Linked DNA regions of Mus musculus: regions 1 and 2 are each linked to region 3. Evidence: chromatin contacts called from public Hi-C and promoter capture Hi-C data. All regions are on one chromosome and are shown on one strand. Each heading gives the region's core, a stretch centred on a gene start, on an enhancer-like site or on the middle of the called end of the contact. The rest is flanking DNA. Distances are from core to core; before and after follow the strand shown. Region 1 overlaps Cwc22 (CWC22 spliceosome-associated protein). Region 2 holds the start of Zfp385b (zinc finger protein 385B). Region 3 holds the start of Dnajc10 (DnaJ heat shock protein family (Hsp40) member C10).

Region 1 (4,112 bases), core at 1,377-3,876, 2.4 Mb before region 3:
ACATAATCAGGGCTAAGCAAAACCTAACAAAATTATATAAATGAATCTACCTCAATTTTTTATCTCTAAAAATAATAAAATGGAACCATTATAAAAACTCCCTATATGCTATATTTAGGGAATGCATAGGTACCGTTATAATGAATTAACGGGGCCGAGGATACAGCTTAGTTGGCAGAATGCTCGCCTAGCATGCAGGAAGCCCTGGGATCGATCCTCGATACTGCATCAACTGGACATAGTGGCTCATGGCTACAGTCCAAACACTTAGAACGCAAAGGCAGGAGGATCAGAACTTCAAGGTCATCCTTGATGTCACAGTGAGCTTGTAACCATCCTGAAGATAAAGAAGGAAGGGGGAGGGGGCAAGGGAAGGAGGGAGGAAGACCTCAACAAGCAAACCCATTTGCTGATGAGATGGGTCAGGGATGAACCGCAGTGGGCCCTGCAATGTGTTCACACACTGGCTCATGTGTTAGGCTGAGCACTGCAGTTGGTGCCATGCAACAGGACACATACCCACAGAGAAGTCAATACAGCATTTAATAACCAACAAAAACACTGAACAAGTGAATAAACAAAAAACTAAAAGATATGCATGACTACTGATGTACTCGTTATCACTGTTTAATGATTTATTTTTTATTTCATGTGCACTGGTATTTTGCCTGTGTGTATATCTCTGTATAATGGTGTTAGATCCCTTGGAATTGGAGTTACAGTTGTGAGCTGCTATGTAGGCGCTGGGAATTTTACTCAGGTCCTCTGAAAGAGCAGCCAGTGCTCCTAAGTGGCTCAGTGAGCACACACAGTATTGAGCCATATCAGTCTAACAAAATACCTTATAACATATAGATTTTCTCTATACAAGAATATCAGGTGCATTTAAAACACATTTCAAATCGCACCCAAGATGATCAAACAGTGACAAAAGGAAATGGGGTCAAGGCCATGGCCTTATCCCACTAAGCTTGATCAGGCTTTAAGGATAATTACTTACCACATTTTGGTTAATAAGATGTGCCACAAATTTTGAAGCAGTCAGGCAAAGTTGCTGAAAAATCAAAGTAAAGACAGTTAACCCATCAACTGTCATCAGTCTTCCTGTATCAATAATATGCTCTTTACAAGGGAACACAGGGAATCATTTTCATGCAGGAATAGTGACATGAAGTAGCTATGAAAGCTAAAGTAGAAGAAGTACACAGGCAGCCATCATCGAAGTGGCCAGAGGATATTTAGCAGACTGAGCAGTTTACACGTGAAGTCAGCACGCTCACTTTTATAGAGGCTGGCTTACTGGAACAACCTCATGCGACAATCTACTTATAAGCCACTCATACACACCTTATCGTTCCTTCGATAGCCTTTCCGAAAATTAAGAATTAGTCTCTTGAGGATCAATTCTCCAATCTGTGGGAATTTTGAGTTGATTATTGCCACCAAAGCTGCATAAACGTGAGTGAAGATTGGAGACGCACTCTGGGCTTGCAGAACAGATCTGGACAGCAATCCTCTATTCAAAATACAGCAAAAGTCAATAGTCAAACAAGCAATTTAAAAAAATATGTCAAATCAAGAAAAACTATTTTCTAATCATGAATAGTAAAAGCCCATTCGGAATTAAATCTTTACTTCATTTCCTAGGAAAAGAGTACATCTTGGTAATCAATTTTAAAAAATGCTTTTATGAAAATAAAATTGTAAAATAAAATGAGGTAATTTTTTTCAAAAATTTCTCTCTAAATAAAGTTACTGTTTTTCTATTCACATTTCATCTAATCAGATTTAAAGGATCAGGGCAGAGAAAAACATGATTGAAATATACTGTATGAAAAATATTTTAAATAAACTAAAACCAAAAAATAGTGGCATTAAAAACAAGTTGCTTGACGAGTATAAAATGTACACAGCATAAAGTTTCTGACATGAGTCCATCACTTAACATACAATAACTGTGCTGGGACACAGCTCTGAGCTGTTTCCTTCTGTTGGTGTAGGTTTAGCGGCACAAAGGTAAGGACACGGGTGACCTAAGATGAAGTGACAGACAACACAGTGGTAGAGTCGCTCACTCTTTATGTGTAAGAAAGAGAGTGAGAATTCCTGAGCTGCAAGAAGAAAGTGAACCTGGATTAAGACGGAAGCCAGGCAGGCCACTTGTCTATGCCTGCCTGGCCTGTTTTCCAGGTGAAGGGAACAGAGCTCTGCTATCTCCAAGGACAGTGGCAGGCTCCAGGCCAACCTTCTGTTCCCCAAAACACGGTTCCCTGAGCTTAGTCCTAGTTTTCAATGAGTATAATCAAGGTAATGTGAAATCACACATGACAGCACTCAGATTGAAAACTAAGAGATATGTGATATTTATTTCCATTTCTTTAATCTTTAAAACAAAACAAAACAAAAAAAAAACAAAAACACCACCAGCTGCTGGAATTCAAATAAAACATGATGATTCCCTTCATTTTTCTTCACATTTCTTGCTCATCTTCCCCAGCCACCCCCTTCTCACTCTGCTCTAATTAGAACGTGAACTGGAATAAAGGACAAAATAACAAACCGAAAGGTGACACCATCTCGGCAGCGATGCTGGGAACTCTGCCTGCAGGGTCAGGAACAAGCTATGCTGTTCATTAAACTACCCAAGTTCAATGGAGTACCCACCCATCCAAGTTCTAGTGGCATTTTCCAGAAGAAAAAAAGCTCTTAAAATTAAGAGTATAAAAAATACAAATAGCCAAAAAAAAAAAAAAAAAATCTTCAGGAAAGAAAGAAAAAGCAAGAGACACCTTTTACTTGATTTAAAACTTACTACTACACAAAGACATAGTAATAAAAACAGCATGGTACTGCCATAAAGCTTAATAGAAACCAACAGAGAACAGAACAAAACACCTAGAGATAAATTCATACATTTTTATTTAATTGTATTTTGACATAAAGGCAATGTGTTCCAAAGTGATAGGAAAGCCAGATGCCAACATGCAGAGAAATAAAAACATACTTTAATCTTACGCAACACACACAAAGCAATCTAAACTGATTAACAAACAGAATCTGTACAACTTCCAGGAGGGAAGCTTGACAATATCTGCCTGGATTGACACATTTCTAAACAGAACTAAATAACCCAAGAAAACTTGACAAATGGCACTGCACTGATCTAAAAGGCTCTGGACAGTGCTAGAAACCATGCAAGAAGCCAAGAGACAAATACAGATGGGAGAAAGGATCTGCAAGCCGTTTATCTCTTAAGGAGCTAATATCCAAAATATCTGCCAAAGTAATAAAACATTAGTTTCAAAGCCTGACAAAACATCTAACTAGACATTTCAAGACGATACAGACATGCTGACATGAAGCATCACCTATCAGACGAATACAGAGTCAAGGCACACGATGTATCGTCTCATACCTAAATAATGGCTGCCATAAAAATAACCAAAGGTGAGCGTTTCCAAGGAGGCAGAGAACAGGAAGCACACAGGGACTGTGAACAGGAATGCGCAGCAGTGCAGCCAGCAGGGAAGACTAAGCCTCTGAGCTACACCGCACACCCCCACACCATTACCCACAAGAGCCAAAGGGAGTGAGTGCCATGTCAATGACAGACAGGGAATGTCATTTACACAATGGAATGCCACTCAGCATTAAAAAAAATTAAAGAAATCCTGACACATGACAACACAGAATATACATATTAAAGTAGCACACTGTTACTAAAAAATTTATAAAGATTTTATGCCAATTAAAAAAAAATAAAGTGGTTTGAAATAGCATATTTTAATAATTGTTATGCCTCATGGATTTAAATTATTGGAGACATTCAATAAATATCCACGCAAAACTATGGCATGATAGCAAATCTCCAAAAGCACTGGTTTATTACTCTTGAACAACATGGTTTAAGTTATTTAACAGCCTACATTTAAAAAGAACTGTATTTCAAATAAACATTCACAAAAACCTTTAAAATGAAGTAGCATAACAAATCAATGCTTACTGTTCAGAGACATTATGCTTCTTTCAATGAGTTACTATGAAATATACAAGGTTCTGGCTACTTACCTCCCTCTGACAATGTTCTCTTGAAGGAGCTCTTGGATAATAAT
Region 2 (3,991 bases), core at 1,292-3,791, 2.5 Mb before region 3:
GGGACAACAATAACAAAACCAAGCAAACAGAAGGCAGGGAAGTTCAGCATGCGTTGTCCTTTAGATCTAAGTAGAAGCTTGAAAGCCTTAGAAAGCCAATTTAGCTCTTTGTTTCCATGAACAAAGATTTTTCACATGAATTCACTCCTGTGATATGTTAGTTAATTGTTCTTTTTAACTATATATAATATATAATGATATGATATGTAAGCTTAATTAATATAAAATATCATATTCACATATGTCATTGGGCAGTAGCATCTTCAAACTCAGATGGAAGAAAAAGAAAACAGAGTTGGGATGTCTTGTTTATGGTACCCGACAGCACCCAGCATCATTCTATGTAGCTTTTCATCTCTAAGAGATGTTTGCTTTGATAGATCCTCTCTACTCCCAGAGCCAGGACATTCGATCATCATACAATAGTCCCACTCTGGAAGAAGGATCTTCCAACTGCTGTCAGCTCTCATTATCTGCTGTGCTTGGGTGCCAGGCACTAACCACACTTCTGTCTCTAATTTGACTGAGATGGAAATGCCTCCGTTTGGTTTCTTTCTGCCTCAGTCCAAAGAGACAGGCTGTTTTCTTTGGTCCTGGGAATCTATATACTGTTAAAATGCTGTAAGCTATCAACATTGTTTTTCTTTCCCTTAATGTCAATGGATTCTAATGCTTATAGAGCTCCTTTTCAATGATTTACCTAATAACCATAACATAATATTATGCAAATGAGATGCTTCAGGGATGATACTGCACCACACTGATACCTACCACCAGCACTATTCCAGCAAGGGCGGCGATCCTCCCCTGTTTGGGAGAGTTCACCTTTCCAAAAGCATTTACTACAAATGCGCCCACGAGAGGTCAAGGAGACGGACAAGAACAGCTTATTTGATTTGTGGTTTCACCTTAAACCTCCTCAAATCACTTTCAGAAACAAGTAAAGGTGTAAACGATAAATCCGCAAAAACTTGATTACTGAAAAATACAGAATCCGAGCAAGCAAGGCTTTGAGCACATAAACATATTTTCACCTTCCATATCTTAAGTAGCCAAACCTACAAGCCGGTATTTTACATTCTAAGGACATTCAACTATGACAGGAAAGGACAACCCGTATCAAAGCATGCATGACATTAAAATAAGATTGAAGGATTCTGGAAACAGGCAAAAGCAGACCCTGAAACACTAAAGGGAGTTATCTGGAGCCTAAATGTTTGAGATGCTGCACAGTAACTTTCTGGAAAACTGCCTCTTCATTTAATAAATATATTTCTCAGTCCTTCCCAAGCTGTATGGACGCTGCCAGTCTACCCGACAACACAAATGTTTTTGCCCCATTTGGAGCATCTATTTTGCCTATATTTTGCTTCATTGTGACAAAGTTTGCAATAGCCTCTGTGTGCTGCTCATCAGATAAGCAAAACCGGAGAGAACCGCCAACCTCCTTTCTAGATGAAAATGTTTCCAAATCCAGGAACTTTTGAGGTCATTCCAAAATTATTTGTGCTCATGGGGGCGGGGGCATTTTCTTTTCCTTGAAGGACCCAGGACACTCGCCATCTGAGTGATCTCCAGAGCCATAGGAAGCAAAGCATGAGAGACCTCCGTCTAGTCTTCTCCTCATCCCAAGGCCAGCACACAGCAGAGGCAAAGCAGATGGTCCTCCCCCTCCCGTTTCTCTCCTCCCTTCCGCTGTCCCGCAGAGTCCTCCCACCCTGAGCTGACACCTTCACCAGCTCTTGCTAACCCAGGCTGCCCTTCCCAGCTCCCAACAAGTGCAAACTTTGAGCATCTGCTCTCGAGCCGCACCATTCACCTTTCTGCTGGTCTTTTCTCTGCAGAATGCCCTTGGGACCCTAAGCTTCCACAGTCATCCTGCCCTCACACCTCGGTACCCAAATTATTCATTTCCCTCTGGCAAAAAGGGAGTCTGCAAAACCCCCCGGAGTTCCCGGGAGGGGAGAGGCACTGCCACTGACCCCCTGCGAGGCTTTCCTTGTCCCCCCCGTCTATCTCTATGCTCCCTTCCCACCCTGGCTTCTCCGAGCCCACCCTGGGGACTCCTTGCCCGACGAACTCCTACGTCCTACTCCTACGTCCTACTCCTTGACTCGAGGGGCTAGGGGGAGCCTCGACTCTGCGGCCGGGGCAGCGGCCAGGCGCCTGCCTCTACAAGTGGGGCGGCGGGACGCAGCGCAAACTCCGTCCCTCGCCTGGGCGGAGGCGGTGGGGAGAGGCGCGGACGCGGCGCGGGGCTGCTCGCCCCAGGCTTACCTCTGCGCGCGGGCGGCGGGCGGCGGGCGCGCGGGGCAGCCGCTCCTGAGGCCGGGGGGATGTGGCCGGCGCCTGGGAGGCGGCGCTCCCGCCAGGGCTGCGCTGGAGCTCCGCGCAGACGCTCTCCCGCGGTCTGCGGCAGCCCGGGGCGGTGGCACCGGCGACAGCTCTGCGCCGCGGGCCCCCGGAACTGTCCGACCCAGCGGGAGCGCGGGCTGAGCGGCCGCTCGCGGTCTCCACGCTCGGCGCCTGCGCGCCTGGCCTCGCCCAGGTGAGGGGCGTGTGCCGAGTCCGCGCGGGCCACGGGGACAGGCGTGAGGACCTGCGAGGCGCTCGGCGCGGGATGCTGCGGCTGGGGTGGGGAACGCCGTGGAGACGCCCCGGGGGCGGCGCAGCCTGGAAGGCCGCCTGGTCACCGGGTCCCACGCGCCCCTCAGCCTCCAGCAGGGGTCGGGGGTGGGGGGATTCCCCAAGGCGGGACGCAAACCTCGCGCGCGCGGGGGCCGACGTGTCACCTACTGGCCGAGCGGACTAAAACTCTTCTTGGAGATGCTCGCCACCAAGTATGGGCTCTGCCCCCGCGTGCAGCTCCCGGCTGGCGGGCGACACAGATCAGCCTCCGCGGGGACCCAGGGCTTCGCAGCCCAGCAAGGACCTGCGAGGCTCGTGCGCAGGGGAGGGGCTCGCCTGCTCCTACTGCCAGACCTCGCTGATTGAAGTTTCAAAAACTAAACCGTGTCAGGGGTTCCCCCGGTGTAAGCCATCTTCTGAAAATAGTGTAGACACAGCCAGGGCGCTTATTTCTGCGACGGAGAGCACTTCAAAGAAAACACTGGGGGGAAGGAAACATAATTTGAAGGGCTCAGTCTTCTAAGATGACTTCTTCGGGAAGAAATTCAAGAGTAACAAATGACAAGGGAACTGTGGAAGGCAGCAAAGACTGAAAAAAAAAAACAGATGACTCGACTTTAAAATATTTTTCTTTGGATCTTGTCTTAGATGATTGACACAAAGGCCATAAATAATTAATCCGGCAGCTGTTAATGTCTTGGCATAGTGTCCGGAGTAAATATCTTCGAGTCCAGCCAAAGCTAGTGCTGCTTCCGGGGTGGGTTTGAGATCTGATGAATGCACACTCACTGCATTCTGGAGCCTTCCGAAGGAGCAGCTTGCTTTTTTTTTTAAATCCACCTTGGAATGTCAGCTTATTGCAGGCGCCAGCACCTGAGGTAACCAGCGTGAGAAGGGACATTAATCTGACTGATGGTCTTTATATTTTTAGAATCCAAACATCTTCTAGCTGGCCTGGCTCGCTCTACTAAATACAGACCCAAACTGGTATGTTTATTATTACTGCTACCTCTATTCAAAATAACTACGGGAGGCAAGCTGCAAAATTCATAACCCCAAAAAGAACATGAAGAACTGTAATTGTTTGTAGAGTCCCTTTTTAAAGTTATAGCCGTAACATATCTTCCTGCCCATGAAGGTTATATTGAAAGTAAGCATTTTATGAGTCCTGAGAATGGAGTTCTGGCAAACGGAGAGCAGCAGGAAATTCTATGATCAAGGCATCCAGCTTCCAGGCCCTTGCACTTGAGAGTTGAAAGCAGCGAGGTTGCCTTAGCCAATACTACCGACCACAAGAATTAGCACTCCCAGAAATCTAAGGTGCAGGGGGTGAGGGTGCTTCGGAGGCCTCCACCCAACACTT
Region 3 (4,074 bases), core at 1,296-3,795:
TAATAGTTTTGTAAACATAACCATGAATATATGTGTGTGAACATATGGTCACTGCCTCTCCACTAAGAAGCAATGAGTGCTACAGTACTAAGGAGCAAGCCTTAGATCTTGTAATCAAATATCATCTTCAAAGTAATCAAGACTTCTTGGAGAAACAGCTCCTGTCAGTACCAAAGCAGGAAGAGCCCAGAATGACCCTAGAAAATCCTACTGTGTACAAAAGCATCTAAGCTTAGAGAATGGTAAGATTGGCAAGATGGCACAAAAAAAATTTTTTAAGAGTTTCAACTGGCCAGATATAAAACTACTTAAATTTCTAAGTAAAAGAGAGTAACAGGTTTGATCAATTTTATAAAACAGGAATCTATGAATCCACAAAAATACAATAAATAAATCGAAAGCTTAACAAGAAGAATTTATTTCTCCAAGTAGCTCCCTACAAAGGACATCTTATTAAAAGTAAAATGTAACTTACATGGAAAAAAATCACAAAAATCCTCCTATTCAAGTTATTTACCACTACCAACAATGGGAGAAACAAAAATTTGAGACCATCAGATAAGACAGTGAGAATACAATGCCATTTGTTACATGTCTGTCAAATGAACACAACTAAATCAAATCATGAAGAATCCTCAGTCACATAAAAATAGGATCTATCTATAGTATCTATAACACAACTGGCCTGAATTCTATACAAGTTTAAGACCTTGAAATCTGGGAAAACTGGATAAACATTTCTCATTAAGGAAGTCTAAAACACGATTGTGCTAAACAGAAAAAAAGAAAAATAGCTCCTTACTAGATCCTCATACTGGGAAGTCTTACTGATAATTGGAAAAACCGGAATCTGACATTTGTGGACTAGACACTGATAATGTGTTCACAGAAACTTCCCATATTCGAAGGTTGTACTTTTAAAAGAAAGCATCCCATCTGTGAAAAAAACACACACTAGTTTTGGGGGGTGGGGGGGGTCATGGGAGAAGTCAACTTACTCCCAAACTTTTGAGAAAAACAATTTTTTTGTACTACAACATTTAATTCCTTGTAACTTTAAGATCATTTCAAATTAAGCAAAGTCATCCTTACATAAAACATTTCATCACTTAAAACTCTTCTTCAGCTTCCCATTGAAAAGGGGGAGGACTTTTAAGTTTATTTTTAAAGATTTGTTTATTTTTATGCACATTGGTGTTCTGCCTACATGTCTGTGCAAGAGTGCCAGAGCCTCTGGAACTGCTGTTACAGATAGTTGTGGGCTGCCATGTGGGTGTTGGGAATTGAACTCTGTCTTCTGGAAGAGCAGCCAGTAATCTTAACCACTGAGCCATAAAACCTCTTAAAATGAGCTGAAAGCTGTTGGATGGTCGTTTCTACCTTTTGGTCTTACTGTGATCTGTGTTTCATATTTTTTCCTTCCTAATTACAGATATATTTGAATAACTAACAGGCTAATGTGTCCCTCTATCATCCAATTTATTAGGAGCAGAAAGTCTTTGCTCTTGTTACCCACCAGTACATATCCCAGAGAAGAGAAAATGTTTTACACACTGCTTTAAATTACTTGTGGCATGCTGCCTGTGTGTCTGTGTTTTCTCTGCTTTTCCTTTCCTAAGCATCTCCTTTGAATCCTCCCTTCAGGAGTTGCAAACTATGTAAGATGCAACTCCAGTCCTTTACAATAAAGCTTTAAGAAGCTTCCTTACCATCTAAAAATATAAGTTGAAATGTATTCACTATGGTAACAAAAACCTATTAGTTTCCACTTGATTCTTCAGTTCTCTGTTTTGCTTTTAGATTTTTTTCTAAGGAGTTTTGGATCACCGTGGCATAATGAACTAGGTTGTTTAAGTGTTAATCTTATTTTCCTCAATTTTTAGTTACCCATTTATTTTCCATTTTGACATGTGTATGATAATCAGCTGTATCTCCCGAGAATATTTTAGGGCTGAGTTAACGCGTGTGTACTTCGGCCAGTTCCTGGTACAGGTTAACAGCTGCTACTTCAGGCTCTTTCTGATATTTCTGCCTTTGTTCGTTATACTTCCGCTTCTTTCCTACAATATGTTGGTTTAGCAACAGGTCCTACAGCCATAAAATTATTAACTGACATCTGGTTAACTACCCAAAGACTCACTATCAATTTCTACTTATTTCAAATCACTACCACCAGCTTCCATCACTTCCTCTTTCAGGGACTTTAATGTGTCTACTTCAACGGTCAAAGTGTCATGACTCAAACACTGCAGTTTCTGTAACAAATCCAGTAAAGGAGAGGATCAGAAGGCAGATTCACAAATCCAGAAATCCTGTAGAACGCTTCATATTTGTTGATACATAAAAGTTGTAAACAATTTTATTTCTAGAAAACTTTAATTATTCTGTCCGGTCCCTGGCAACGGGGTCAATTCAGACAAGTTCTCCACTTTCTGCCAAATCTGCCCTTTCAAGGATACCCACCCTTTAACCAAACCTCCAGAGAGCCGGATCTCTCCACCCGGGTTTTCCCGTCGCCCTGGCAACGGGACCGGAAAAGGCGGGCTTCACACCCTTCCTTCCGCCAGCGGTTGACTACGGCCGCAAGATGCCTGTGGGCCGCGCTGCGGGATGCTTCCCTATCTCTGGCTAGGAGCGGGACCCGCAGCCACCGCCGCAGCCACACAGAAGGCCACGTCAGCCTCGGCGGTCCCACCCGTCCCTCCCTGCTGGCCACCCGTCGGCCTTCGCCCACGCCTTTCCCACAATGCCCCGCGCCAGGCCCCGCCCCGCCGGCGCGACGGGAGCGGCAGAATTGCTGCTGCGCGCGTTCGCAGGCAGCGTCCGGTCCTGCCGGGTCCGGAGCTCGGCGACCTGAGGATGGGGCAGTAGCTGAGGACGCCGAGGTGGGCGCGGGCCGGGCTCCACGCACTGCGGGGGCATCAGGGAGGGAGGACGCCAGACCCATCCCACCGCCTCGGTGCCCCCATTGCGCCGGGTTTTCACGGCCCCCTCCACCCCACCTCTGCGAGCCCCCTTCTGCTCGCACTTTCTAACTCGGGGTCTCTCTCCCTGGTCCGACCTGGGACCTCAAGGCGCACCCTTGCCAGCCCCGTACCCTCTGTCTTTCGCCTCTCCCCGATCCCGCTCTGGAGCGGTGGCAGCATCCCTCATTAACACTGCGTTTACCTGCAGCCTCACTGGCCCCAGGCTGTTCAGTTATTCCCAGGCTTTGCCTGAACCCACCCTAAGCCGAGGGACACCTTATCCCAAAGTCGCCTTTGTTGAGATTTGTTCTTCATTTGTTTTCCTTCCTGATGGTTGTCAGTCTGGGTATTTCTGTTTTACTGTCAGTATATTTTACAAAGGGCTATTAGGGGAGGCGGGTGAAAAAAGGGAGTTAGACGTGAGGTGAGGCCTGTTCCCAGGTAAGGAGAAATACTTAGAAACATATCCGGACTTAAGGGAAGAGAGCTGAAACTGAGGAGGTTAGGGAAGTTAGATCTTTTTTTTTTCCCCCAAAGCATTTGAAGATATTAAAGAGGACTAGTTTAGCTGTAAGGTTAAATGTTAGGGTTTTACCCTCAAGCAATGCCTGGTGCTCTTTGTTTTCCTAGTTTTTACTCCAGACAGGAGCTTTACAGTGAAATTGCATTGATTTGCAATTATTATAAAATATCTTCTCTTGGTGCTAACACTTTAGAGAACTTGTGTGGCCTGCTTTTTTAAGTTATCTATTTTTATACTGATGTTCTTAAACGGTTATGTAAAAAAGTACAACCCTCTTGGAAAAGCTTCATGCTTCCTTGTTTTTCCCTCGAAGGCATTCTCTACAAATGAGATTAGATTTAAAAAAGGAACTTGATAAGCTTTCCAGGCGTGGAAGGAGCTGAAAGGGAGGAGGTATTAGAAAGGGCAGCGTGCTGGGAGAGAAAAGAAATACTGCTGAGTCTTATCCTGGTAGCATCATATTGACCAGAGCCTTTGTGTCTCTGTCCCTGTCTCTCTCAGTATCTCTGTCTCTGTCCCTCCCTCCCTCCCCCATCTCTCTCTCTCTCTCTCTCTCTCTCTCTCTCTCTCTCTTTCTCTCGCATA

What was found. Promoter capture Hi-C pulls out the DNA fragments that hold promoters and counts their contacts. Hi-C and Micro-C count contacts between places; a contact is called where the count stands out from the background.
Region 1: a Hi-C map of pro-B cells shows a contact between it and region 3, with 4 times the contacts expected there. The contact joins the enhancer-like site here to the promoter of Dnajc10 in region 3. A contact is called at or near these places in 8 of 39 promoter capture datasets (the 3T3-L1 cell line, the HPC-7 cell line, cranial neural crest and 4 more), 17 of 484 Hi-C or Micro-C datasets (B cells, CD4 T cells, DN3 thymocytes and 7 more) and 4 of 115 datasets of contacts at active chromatin or transcription factors (astrocytes, extraembryonic endoderm stem cells, large pre-B cells and 1 more).
Region 2: a contact with region 3 is called in a promoter capture Hi-C map of stem cell-derived epiblast-like cells, with 3 times the contacts expected there. The contact joins the promoter of Zfp385b here to the promoter of Dnajc10 in region 3. A contact is called at or near these places in 2 of 39 promoter capture datasets (hippocampal neurons and stem cell-derived epiblast-like cells).

The regions. Positions count from the first base shown.
Region 1 is chr2:77,923,140-77,927,251 of GRCm38.p6, forward strand. It overlaps Cwc22 (CWC22 spliceosome-associated protein), which reads right to left. Exons shown (of 20, transcript NM_001362658.1): 6 at 4,069-4,112; 7 at 1,348-1,516; 8 at 1,001-1,054. Among named protein-coding and RNA genes, the nearest start is that of Cwc22, 21 kb to the right of the region's middle. Within about 2 kb of position 2,627, at least 14 of the 459 cell types and tissues checked have an H3K27ac peak or open chromatin away from gene starts, as enhancers often do.
Region 2 is chr2:77,814,275-77,818,265 of GRCm38.p6, forward strand. Zfp385b (zinc finger protein 385B) reads right to left here and starts at 2,542. Exons shown (of 10, transcript NM_178723.6): 1 at 2,278-2,542.
Region 3 is chr2:80,312,921-80,316,994 of GRCm38.p6, forward strand. Dnajc10 (DnaJ heat shock protein family (Hsp40) member C10) reads left to right here and starts at 2,546. Exons shown (of 23, transcript NM_024181.2): 1 at 2,546-2,885.